Regions from separate parts of the Macaca mulatta genome. Here region 2 is linked to region 1. The links are chromatin contacts, called in public Hi-C maps. All regions are on one chromosome and are shown on one strand. Each heading gives the region's core, a stretch centred on a gene start, on an enhancer-like site or on the middle of the called end of the contact. The rest is flanking DNA. Distances are from core to core; before and after follow the strand shown.

Region 1 (5,405 bases), core at 2,834-5,333:
TGGGAGATCAGAGGCATATGTTGTTTACTGTTGTATCCACAGCTCCTAGAACAGTGCCTGGCACATAGTAGGTGAGTGAATACAGGAGTTTACTGCCACTGATGGTCTCTTCTACCCTGTACCCAGGCAGTGACAAAGCCAACACTAGAAGATCATAGGAAACTTCTGTCTACTGCCAGGGTATAGGTGATGTGGCACCAGAACTCAGCTCTGGGTTCTTTAAGGCAATAGACATAACAAGGTGACATGCACTTCTAATCAGGGATCTTGTCTTTTTGTCCTCTCTGTCTATTCTACCACCTCAGTCATCAATGAAAGTGGTGAACTGGTTGACTGGTAATGAGTTGCTAACTCAGATCATTGGATATAAGAGGGTGACCAAGACTAAGGACAGGAGTGTCATGGTCAGTGTTCAAATAATTGGACCCAATAGCATCTTCTTCCCAAATATATGTACTCCATCCATAAATGTCCATAAACCCCATGATGGTTCCCATTCCTCTTTTTAGATCCCCACTCAGGGATCAGGGCTTTCTGGATGTTCCTTGGAATCTGCAAACATCCAATGTGAGCTTCTAGTCTTATCTCATCTAACCCTATTGCTACATTAGATGAAACAAAAAGTTATGGTTGAATTTTCTCTTTTTTGTAAAGAATAAAATTGGTTTACACCCACTGGATTCCCAGTGGGAAGGGGGACAGGAGATCTGAATCCAGTCTTGGCTCTGCATGTGGAACCTAATATTGATGGATGCGACGTGCTCAGATTTGAGTAAAACAAGATGGCTCCCTCAAGGAACTTATCATTTCACAGAAGAATCTTAATGGGCCCTGAGAATGAGGGTGAGCCAAGGGCCCAACAGGTCAGAGGTAGAACCAGGCCATGAGATATTTCAATCAATCCTCAAGGTATAGGGAGAAAAGATAACATGTACATTCAAGGCAGATGAGCTCACTTCTTAGAATCTTAATTTCTTACTCTATAGATATAAGGGGTCAGGCTACTTAAAGGCTGTTAATTGATTTTCTTAAGACCATTTCACTTGGCCAGTTTGGCTTTGAACTCCCAATTGCCCATAAGCTGGGCCACTCTAATTGCCTGATCAACACATTGTGATCTGCCTGCCCTCTGTAGGCATTTGAATTTGTGCTTCTCCTGACATGGACAATCTCCAGGGCCTCTTCCAGCTTTGAGTCTCAATAAGAAGTGACCAGTGGAGGGTCTTTCAAACAAGCCAGGAAGTTCACCCTAAGACAAGAAAGTTTCTGGGGCTCCTCAGTCCTAATGGGGAGGTAGCAATCTATAGTTTGGAGCTGGCCCTCTCGGCTTCTCTGGTTTTCTAGTCTGGCACTAGAAGTGGTAAAGGAACTTTTTCTCCTCGCTAGTGGGTGTCCTATCTCAGGCCAGAGTCAATAAGCTCAGCTCTCTGGTTGACCTGAGTCATCAAGCTTTCTTTAACCCTTCCTCTCCTAAACCCTTGGGTCATCAGGAACCTTGCTGCCTGTACAGCCACTGCATTTTCCTCTCCATGTTCTCCCTCCCCAAACACGTAGACAAGTGTCTCAGGATCAAACTGGTGAACTTAGTAACCTCTCTAGGCATGGGCTCAGCACTGTACCTCTTTTTATCTACCAGCATTTAGCATGGTGCATTGCACACAGTAGGGGTTTAAACAGTGTTGGACGTCCACAGTGATGATTATGTTCACTACTGTTGGCTTTGGAGGAGGAAGGCTCTGGCATTGGCTGCTTGGAAAAAGAAAAGGGATGGAAGATCTGCCATTCCTTCTCAGACTGGTGGTGATAGGTGTCCACATGGAGAAAAGAGCACCCCCGGAAACCCACACTCACCCACACTCACCTTTCCCAACACAGCACAGCCAGAGGCAGCCCTTCCTTGCGAATGGTCTACTCACACACCCCAAGGTCAGAACAGTTCTCACCACCCCATGAGTGACCAAGTGGCAAGTTTCCCCGTCTCTCCTATATTTTATTTCCTCCTCCGTTGAAAATCTAGACTTGGGGCAAGGTACTGGCTATTTCTTTCCAAGCTGTTTTTAAATCTGCCCCTCTTTTCCTAACTTGTGAGGTCCAGTTGTAAGGTTCAAGTTCCCCTCTTGCCCCTTCCTCAAGGTCATCTGTCCCGGCTTAGAAAAGGTGAGAGGCCACTGCTGATTGTCAAGAAGAGAACAGGCTTAAAGAGATGAGCGGAAGTGGGAAGTGAGGAGCAAGCGGGCAGGGAGGGCTGTGGAGAGAGGCCCCGCGGCCGAAGTGGGTCGCGGTGCCTGAGAAACGTGGAAGGAGGTAGGATTCACTAGGGGCTGAAGGAAAAAGATGGGGCTAGGGCCAGAGAAGGTAGGATCGTGGTGAGATCTAGATACGCAAGCTTCCAAACCCCCAGTCCCAATTCCGTTAGCCAGGAAGGAGTGCACCCCAGGGTAGGCAGCTCTCCCGGCTCCGGCTGCTCCCACCCCGCCCCTCTGCAGAAAGCCTGGGCAGGATCGCAGGGGTGCGGGCAGAATCCAGCGCTCCTCTCTCCTCATCCAGACTCGCGGCCCACTCCCGCCTGGCGCGGTGGGCAGTCGGAACGACCCAAAGACTGGGCTTGGGGTAAGAACGGCGCTGCAGGTGGTCCTCCTCCTTGTTTAAAGTTTGCGGTGGGCAAAGGAGTCGGCTCCGTTGGGCCGGATCCTCTCGAGCCTCGCCTTCTTCCTCCTCCAGTCCCGCGACCACTTCCCTCTCGGCTCCCGCCCCGCGCGGGTCCCCGATCCCCTCTCCCGTCTGCATCCCTCTCTGTGCCCAAGCGCCCCCCGCTCCCTCCCTTCTCGCTGGATCTCCCGCAGGACGTGAGCGGAAAGTGAATGGGCAGCCCCAACCACAAAGACAAATTACCATGAGAAACATAAATCGGGAAATCGCCGCTCGCGTCCCCGCTTCCAGCTGCCGCACCCCTCTCCACCCTCCCAGGGCCCTGATCCACTGCCCCTGGGGCCTGACGGGCAGAGTTCGTGCTCCGCAGGGCAACAGTGTCCTGGAGGGGGGTCTGGGAAGAATCCGGGCGGCGGCTCCGCAGGCGGCGGCGGTGGAGCGGGGATGTCCCTGAGCGGGAGATTTCACACTCCAGGCGGGCCACGCGTTCCCACGCGCCTCGCCGCCCGCACTCTCCCTCCGAGCTGTTTACTAGCCGGCCCTACCTAAGCCTCCATCTCCTCACCTCTGTCCCTCTGTCCCTCTGTCCCTCAGCCTCACTCGTCCGTCTCCTTCTCCAGGCCTGGGTCCCGGGTCCCCATCGCCGCTGCAGCCCCGATGCGCCGACCACAGCCCGGGCAGGGCCCAGTGCAACCGGGACCCAGAGCTGGCGGGCGGCGGGAACGCGGCAGCGCCAAGGGCTCTTAAGCCGAGGTGGCAGCGGGTGGCGCGGAAGCCAGGGGACCCCCTGTCCTCCCGCCCGCAGCCTCACCTACCTGGCTTCAACTTGCCAGAGCCCAGACCCCTACCTCCCTACCCCGATACCCACCCGAGTTGCTGAAGTTTGCAAGTTGCAGCCCCAACCCGCGCAGGGGAAGCGCCCGGGGCTCCCGGGACTCACCTCCCAGCGACGGGTGCAGGTACCCGATTCCCCGCGGCTCCCGACTCCCGGGCGGCGCGGAGCGTCGGGGGCGAACCAGGAGAGCTGGCGGCCCGTCTGGGAATAGGGCGGCCGCGCAGGAAAGGCCTCCAGCTCTCAGCGCTCCAGTGCAGTCCCGACCCCGGCCCGCGCCAGCTGCACTCGGGCTCCCAGCAGCCGCTGAACGCGCTGCCGACCCGCCCGGCTCGGCGGAGCTGGGCTCTGGCACCAACCCCCGCGCTCCAACTAGCTCCCGACCCGGCGCGCGGAGAGAGCAGGGAGGAGGAGACCGCGGGAGCAGAAGGAGGGAGGGGGAGGTGGGGGAGGAGTTGCGAGCGAAAGGAGAGAAGGAGGGGAGCGGCAGCGAAAGAGAGGAGGGGGCTGGAGCGGACCTGCCGCGGCGGGCGCTGCACCCGCCAGCCTCGAGGCGCGCGGAGGAGCGCGAGGGGGCGCCCTGCGGCGCGGCCGCTCGGCCGACTCCCGCCCAGGGCCTGCAGAGTGTGGTTACCAGCCGGGTGGGCTGAAGCCCCTTCCCCGGCGGGCATTCCGGCGGCGAGACCTAGGCCCCCGAGCATTTGCCGCCGTTTGCCACATCCCGCCTTGCAGTGCTCGGTCACCCCATCTCGAATGTTACATCTTCGCGGGGCATCGGCGGGACCTGCCCAACCCAACACTCCGGGCCTGAGGAAGCTCCCCCAAATCCCACTCCGGACTCCCACATTCCCCAGCCCCATCAGTTCGGAACGATCTTCCTGCCTGTGGATTTGAAGGGGAAGGGACCTTGTGTAAAACGTGGGAGAGCCGTTATAACCTGCAGTGGCAGAGAGGGAGGCTAGGCTGCTGGGCTGGGCTGGAAAGCCAGAACTGGCCGATTAGGGTTAACCTTGCAAACTGTACGATATTGAGCGAACCTCTCCAAGCCTCAGTTTCCTCAGCTGTAAACTGGGGTTAGTAATACGCACCCTACAGAATTGTGAAGAACGAGTAGGGGATACGGGGAGTAAAATAACATCAGGAACAGTGGGAGGGCAGCCAAGAGATGAGCGATCCGCGGAGGTGCTGGAGCGTTCTCGGCTGAGGACGGAAGGTTTAGCGCAATCAAAACAAGCGAGGCCGAATTGTTTACAAGTTTAAGTGATCTAGTGTTTCTGATGGCTAGAAGGCGGGAGAGAAAGACGCAGGGGGCAAGCTTCAAATCCTAGCTGCCCGGGCTGCAAGAGGGATGGGAAGGGAGCCCTCTGCTGAACAAAAAATATATTTGAAAATTTAAAAAAAGGTGACCTAAGAACGAGTGAGAAAGACAAAGGATCTGAAAAGCTAAAACCAGGAAAGTGTGAATCTAAGAGATAACCAAAGAGAACTATGGAATAAAAATAGATAAGTTGGAGGAAGGAAAATATCAAAAGACTTTCTAGAGTATGCCAAAAATCGGATAATTAGAACAAAGTCTGAGTGAAGCATTTTACATAATAAAATTCTGGGTAAAGGAAACCCCGATAAAGCAGAAGAATTAAGACACTAAGAGCCCCAGAGAAGCACCTCCTCCCTGCCATCCTCCTACCCCTGGACCATGGCAAGAAGCAGTTTGACAGGATAATGGGAAAGAAGGGGTGGTTCTGAATCCAAGAAGGGAGTTTATGAGACACTGTAGAAAGAGAAACAGTGCAAGACCTCAAAGATAGACTTTCTAAGGCAACGGAAATGCTGAAACTCATAATGTGCAGAATGGAGAGAAACTTACAAAGGGAAAACACCTTCTGGACACAAAGGCAGAGACGCAGAGAAGAAAAGGAAGGAA
Region 2 (5,760 bases), core at 1,788-4,287, 240 kb before region 1:
GCTGAGGTGAGAAAATGCGGATGATTTGAAGTGGGTCTGATAGTGAAGGAGGAAAAAAGTAGACAGATTAGATGCAGAATTGACCTGACTTGCAAAGTCATCACCTGAAATTAAGAAAGAGGCAGAGAGAGGTTATAGAGTTTGGGGATTTGTCATTGGAGAAAGTCGGTAGGCTCACTAGAGAAACAGAGGATCAAAGGGATCTCAAGCCCATACTGGCTGAATATTCAAGAGTTTGGCCATTTTCACTTTATACGGTCATCAATTTGTGCAGGACTTTTTCCAGCAAAGTTCAGGCGCATAGTGCAGGTAGAAAGTGGGCAAAAGGTTGACTTCATCCAGAGTAAGAGTTTTGTCAGAAAAAGGTGCAGGAAGGGACAACAGAATTTCAAAGGAACGATATACATTCTGGATAAGGGGGTGCAGTGGATAGAAAATGGAAAAATCAATGCAATGGAGGTATAGATGAAGGTCAAGAATTGTCTCCCTAGTAGAAAGTGGTCAGATAGTAGAAGGCTATAATTTGTTTCTTCTGCTTGGAATGGGGGTTCAGCAAACTATCTGATCCCTAAATACATCCATCCTTTTCTGCTCCTTGACTTCTTGAACCCAGCACCACTACCTGAGTTTGCCACCATCTCATCCAATCAGAAAGGCTCACCTCAGCGGATCACAGGGTCAAGAAATCGAGACCATCCTGGCCAACATGGTGAAACCCCGTCTCTACTAAAAATACAAAAATTAGCTGGGCATGGTGGCGCGCTTGTAGTCCCAGCTATTCGGGAGGCTGAGGCAGGAGAATTGCTTGAACCTGGGAGGCAGAAGTTGCAGTGAGCCAAGATCGCCCCACTGCACTCCAGCCCGGTAACAGAGCGAGACTCCGTCTCAAAAGAAAAAAAAAAAAAAAAAAGGCCGACCTCAAACTATTCCCTCCTTGAAGCATTTATGTTCTCTCCACTGAGATCCCTCCTCCTGATAACAACCCTCACAGAGTGTACTACTGGTAGAATAGTTCAGGTGAACATATAGTAAGTCATTCTTTTCCCTTTCTAGGCTCCTTTGGAAAAGGTATTGTTATAAATATTCAAAAGTCTCTGGATCCCGCGACAGTATCCAGAACAGAGCGCTGCACGGTGCAATCATTCAATAAATAATCACAGGGATCTCAGGCTCATGGGTCTCCAAACCTCATCTCCACTTGCTAAACCAGGGTTCACTGAAATAGAATAAAAATCCCTGTTCACAAGTCTCAGATAACTCCCATTAATCTCAAAGGTTGCCTTCAATTTCACAAATTTAATTTTAATCCCAACATTCAAAACACCCCTATTTAGCTAACGATGGGCAAATATAAAACAAAACAAAACAAACACCCCATGCGTGAAACAGCACTGGTAGGCTACCCTATGACGATCAAAAATCTGGATGCCACAATTCGAGAAATGCCACGCTCGCTAGAAAATACAGAATTTTCTTCATAGTCCAATGCAAGGCCAGAGAGACCTGGGACGGGGCTAAGGCAAACGGCCCCACGAGGGGTGCCACGAGAGTCAACTGGTATTGGGTTTGTACTCAGGGTCTGACCTCAGCCTGGCACCTACCTTCCTCCCCTCCAGCCCCAGCTGCAAGGATCACAGGAGTGGTCGCCTCGGAGCCTGCTGCCATGGCTACCGCAAGGCGGGTTCTGCCGGAACCCAAGGCGGAGCGGAGCTGGGGTGGGGTCAGGGTAGGGACCAAGCTCCGGGACCCGAAGCTGCACCACAGGAAGGAGCCCCGGCGACTCCCGCCCGCCTCCTACGGAAACGCAGGCGCTCACGTGGAGGTCACGTGATGGATGCTGGGCGGGACCACGCAGCTTTGTTTTGATACCCCGGGTGTGGAAATACGAACACGTGGTCTGAGTTGTGGCGCTTTTTTACCTAACCCGGACCTTAGGCTTCTTTCCTGTAGTTTTAGCTTCGTTTCTGTGTCTCCTTTTCTAGTCAGATCCTTGCTTTCCGCCTCGGCTTTTCTCCACCCTAGATGATTGGAGTTTTAGGGGAAGGTTTGACGCTTTATGGGGCTCCGGCGGTGGGATGGGTCTCTGACTTCAGCTTTCGCGAGCCGCTCTTGGCAGCCTTGAATGCGAGGCTAGCTCACGCTTCTCTTACACCTCTCTTGCCCTTCTGGTAGCAACCTGACTTCTTCTAATTTTAGTGGCTGCCGGGAAATACGAACCTCGGGCAAAGAATCCTGTGATTGCGTTCCCTGTGACTCATTTCCCGATGCAGACAAGCCAAATTGCTTGACTTAGGTTTTCAAGGACACTAATCCACAGCTGTCAGGCTTCTGGATTTGTATACCAAAATAAACAGCTGTGTGAAGAGATCAACAACCACCTTTCTTCTCGTTTACCCTGTGGTCAAATCATAATCACTGGAGATGGATCTGGGTCACTTTGGGGCAAAAATCTTACAACTTTACTGGACATACCTTTATTGCTCGCCTATTAAGTGACAGACGAAATGGGTAAAAAAAAGTTTACATATATATGAATGGAATTGGCTAGTTTGCAATCTCCTCTTTGGATATGTAAGACAAAAAAAAAAAATAACAAAAATAGGCAGTACTTATTGTACATAAATGATTTTTATGAGATAATCCCCTGGGACCAACTACGCCTAAATCTTATCCTCTGCCTATAATTTCTGAAGTTATTAACTCAACAAAAATAAGAATAAGCCCAAAATAGACGCAAGCATTAGGTTAAGTGAGCACAGGTCACTGAGTTGTTTATTACGCACAAGATCTAACTTGGACACTTCCTCCAAACACCCCAGGGTTCCTTGCCCAACCTCCTCGAATACAGCCTCTCTGCAAGTTTCCCTCTCCCCGACTCAGCCGCGCTTGTCCCTGCCTTTTCAGCGCTACCTGCCCTCAGTCTGGGACCTGGCTCCTTTCCTCTCGCCGGTGTCTACTAGCCACCGGCGGAGTGGAGGGCGGACCCCAGCCTCCTTGCCGCCTGCCCCGCCTCCCCGCCGGCCCGGCTCGGGCCGCGCAGGCGCACGAGGCGCGGCCCGGAGGCCGAGGGCGACCACAGCAGCCTCCGCCTGCCACTGCTCCGTACGATTCTGCCCTGGGCTAGTCGGCGGTGACCTGGACTGAGCCCGGCATTGGCTTCGCGCGCGACGCGTCGCCATGGGCTCTCGTTGGAGCAGCGAAGAGGAGAGGCAGCCGCTGCTGGGGCCCGGGCTCGGGCCTGGGCTGGGGGCCTCCTGGAGAAGCCGGGAGGCGGCGGCGGCGCTGCCCGCGGCGGTCCCCGGTCCCGGGCGGGTGTACGGGCGCCGCTGGCTGGTGCTGCTGCTCTTCTCGCTGCTGGCGTTCGTTCAGGGCCTGGTCTGGAACACCTGGGGTCCCATCCAGAACTCGGCGCGCCAGGCCTACGGCTTCTCCAGCTGGGACATCGCGCTGCTCGTGCTGTGGGGGCCCATCGGCTTCCTGCCCTGCTTCGCATTCATGTGGCTCCTGGACAAGAGAGGTGAGGGGTCGGGGAGCGCCAGCCCGCGCTGTCTCCTCGGGGAGCCGGCGCCTGCCCGCGCTCCAGGCCTGCCAGCCGCCTCCCTTGGCCCCGGCATAGGGGTTGTGTGAGGTGATGGAGTGTTGCTAGCATTCCATTTCTGATTTAGGAACCCTCCGTCCCCAAAGCGACAAATGTGGGAAGGCTACCTTGCAAATGTTTATGTTTTTATCAGGCCGTTTATGCAACACCAGGGATTTAAGCGATCTCTAAATGTTCAAGTTTTTACATATTGTGAACATCAGAGCATGCCCGTGCACGTGCAGTGTGTTTTACACCTGACAAAAATGACTGATGCTTTGACTTCAAAGGGATTTGGGGATGTTGAGGGTGAAAAGGTCGGAAAATAGATTGATGGTGCCCAGATGTAAGGAAATAATGAGTTGGTTTTGTGTAATAAATGACTTCAGCCCAGGAAGAGCTATTGGGAAACTCAGATCTGACACTTTGGTTTCTGGAAGGTGGTACTCGGCAGCTTTAAAATGTGTGTATGTGGCTTTCTCAGTTGAGAGTTGCGACTTTCAATTAAAGCTTGCAGATGAGTGAAGATGCTTTCTTAGAATGGTACCCTCGACATCTCTCTTTACCACTTGTCAGTGTGATTCTCTGAGGAGAAAAAAAAAAAAAAAAAAAAAAGCCATAGGACTGAGAATCAAGGCATACGTACCACATAAGTATGGATAAATGATTAGTAGTGACAGTCTACCCTCAAGAGGCTGTTGTGCAAGATTTTATATTTATTAATTGAATAATGCTTGGGAGCTACTTTGTACAGTTTCTGTTCAACGTTTTATAAGTTTTGTTGCAATGAGTTCTTTAGTCAGATTTAGAAGGTTGTCTTAGTTCACTGGAGCTGCTATAACAAAATACCATAAACAGGGTAGTTCTTAAACACAGAAATTTATTTCTCACAGTTCTGGAGGCTGGGAAGTCCAAGATGAAGGCTCAGGCAAAATTGGTGTCTGGTGAGGGCCTGCTTCCTACACAGTGGTCTTTTCATTATAACATAAGATGGAAGAAGGGGTTGGGGATCCCTCTGAGGTCTGTTTCATACAGGCAGTAATCCAATTCACTTGGGTTCCACCCTCATAACCTAATCACCTTCCAAAGTCTGCACCTTCTTATTCCATCATTTTGAGGGTTAAGATTTCAAAATGTGAATTTGAGGCCAGGCACAGTGGCTCAAGTAATCCCAGCACGTTGGGAGGCTGGGGTGGGAGGATTGCTTGAGCCCAGGAGGTCGAAGCTGGAGTAAGCTGTGATGGCACCACTGCACTCTGCCCTGGGTAACAGGGCAAGACTCGTCTCAGAAAAATAAATGAATAAACAAAATATGAATTTGAGGGGAACACATTCAGACCTCAGCAAAAGTCAAGTGTAGGTAGGTATAGAATTGCAATTGTCTGACATGTAGTTAGCACTCAAAATTAGTTGGTTATTAAGAGAATAATAATGGCAGGGTCATGTTAGTAGCTGTGCTTCCTTCTCTCCTCCTCCACTGGAATTACTTCATTGGAATCCATGTGAAAAAGACTAAGGAATAGTTGACTGTAAATTCCTTAATGATCAACAATGTAACGTAGCTGCTAAAAAAGAAAGGACAGTTTTAGGCATAGAAGCATGGTGTCCAAAACAAGAAGCGAAATAGTTTGATAGGCTCTACATTAGTGTTTAGTTCTGAGCTTGATTCTGAGAAGGCCATTTGACAAACTGCAGAACTTTGAAGGTTCTGCCACAAGAATGATAAAGGGTATAAAAATCATGATGTGTAAAGTGAAGGGAACTTGGGTATATCACACTTCAAAAAGAAACTTGAGGCAAAATATAGACTGTGAAGATCAAGTAAAAGAGGAATTAGACTTATGTGTAGTTCTAGAAGGAAGAACTAGACTGAGTCAAGTTACAAAGGAATGTAACTCAAAGCAATACAAGGAAGGACCTTCTAACAAAGATATCCAGCCCTGAATGGGTGTGTCTTGACAGCTGTAGAACTTCCAGCTACAGCAAATACTTTTGCAGAAGATGTGTACTAGATACCGAGGAAGGGCTTCTCCTACCAAATGGAGATTTTCTTTGGGTTTTTGTTGTTTGCTTTTAAACTAAATATTGATTTTCTTTGGGTTTCTGCTGGGCTCAGTGGCTCACGTTTGTAATCTCAGCACTTTGGGAGGCTGAGGTGGGTGGGTCACTTGAGCCCAGGAGTT

What was found. Hi-C and Micro-C count contacts between places; a contact is called where the count stands out from the background.
Region 2: a Hi-C map of fetal cortex germinal zone shows a contact between it and region 1, with 2.6 times the contacts expected there. The contact joins the promoter of SLC49A4 here to the promoter of SEMA5B in region 1. A contact is called at or near these places in 2 of 14 Hi-C or Micro-C datasets (fetal cortex germinal zone and fetal cortical plate).

What each region holds. Positions count from the first base shown.
Region 1 is chr2:160,747,210-160,752,614 of T2T-MMU8v2.0, reverse strand. SEMA5B (semaphorin 5B) reads right to left here and starts at 4,083. Exons shown (of 22, transcript XM_077993801.1): 1 at 3,590-4,083.
Region 2 is chr2:160,986,367-160,992,126 of T2T-MMU8v2.0, reverse strand. SLC49A4 (solute carrier family 49 member 4) reads left to right here and starts at 3,037. Exons shown (of 9, transcript XM_015130003.3): 1 at 3,037-3,517. The coding sequence starts at 3,178. It overlaps HSPBAP1 (HSPB1 associated protein 1), which reads right to left and starts at 1,782. Exons shown (of 9, transcript XM_077993806.1): 1 at 1,602-1,782.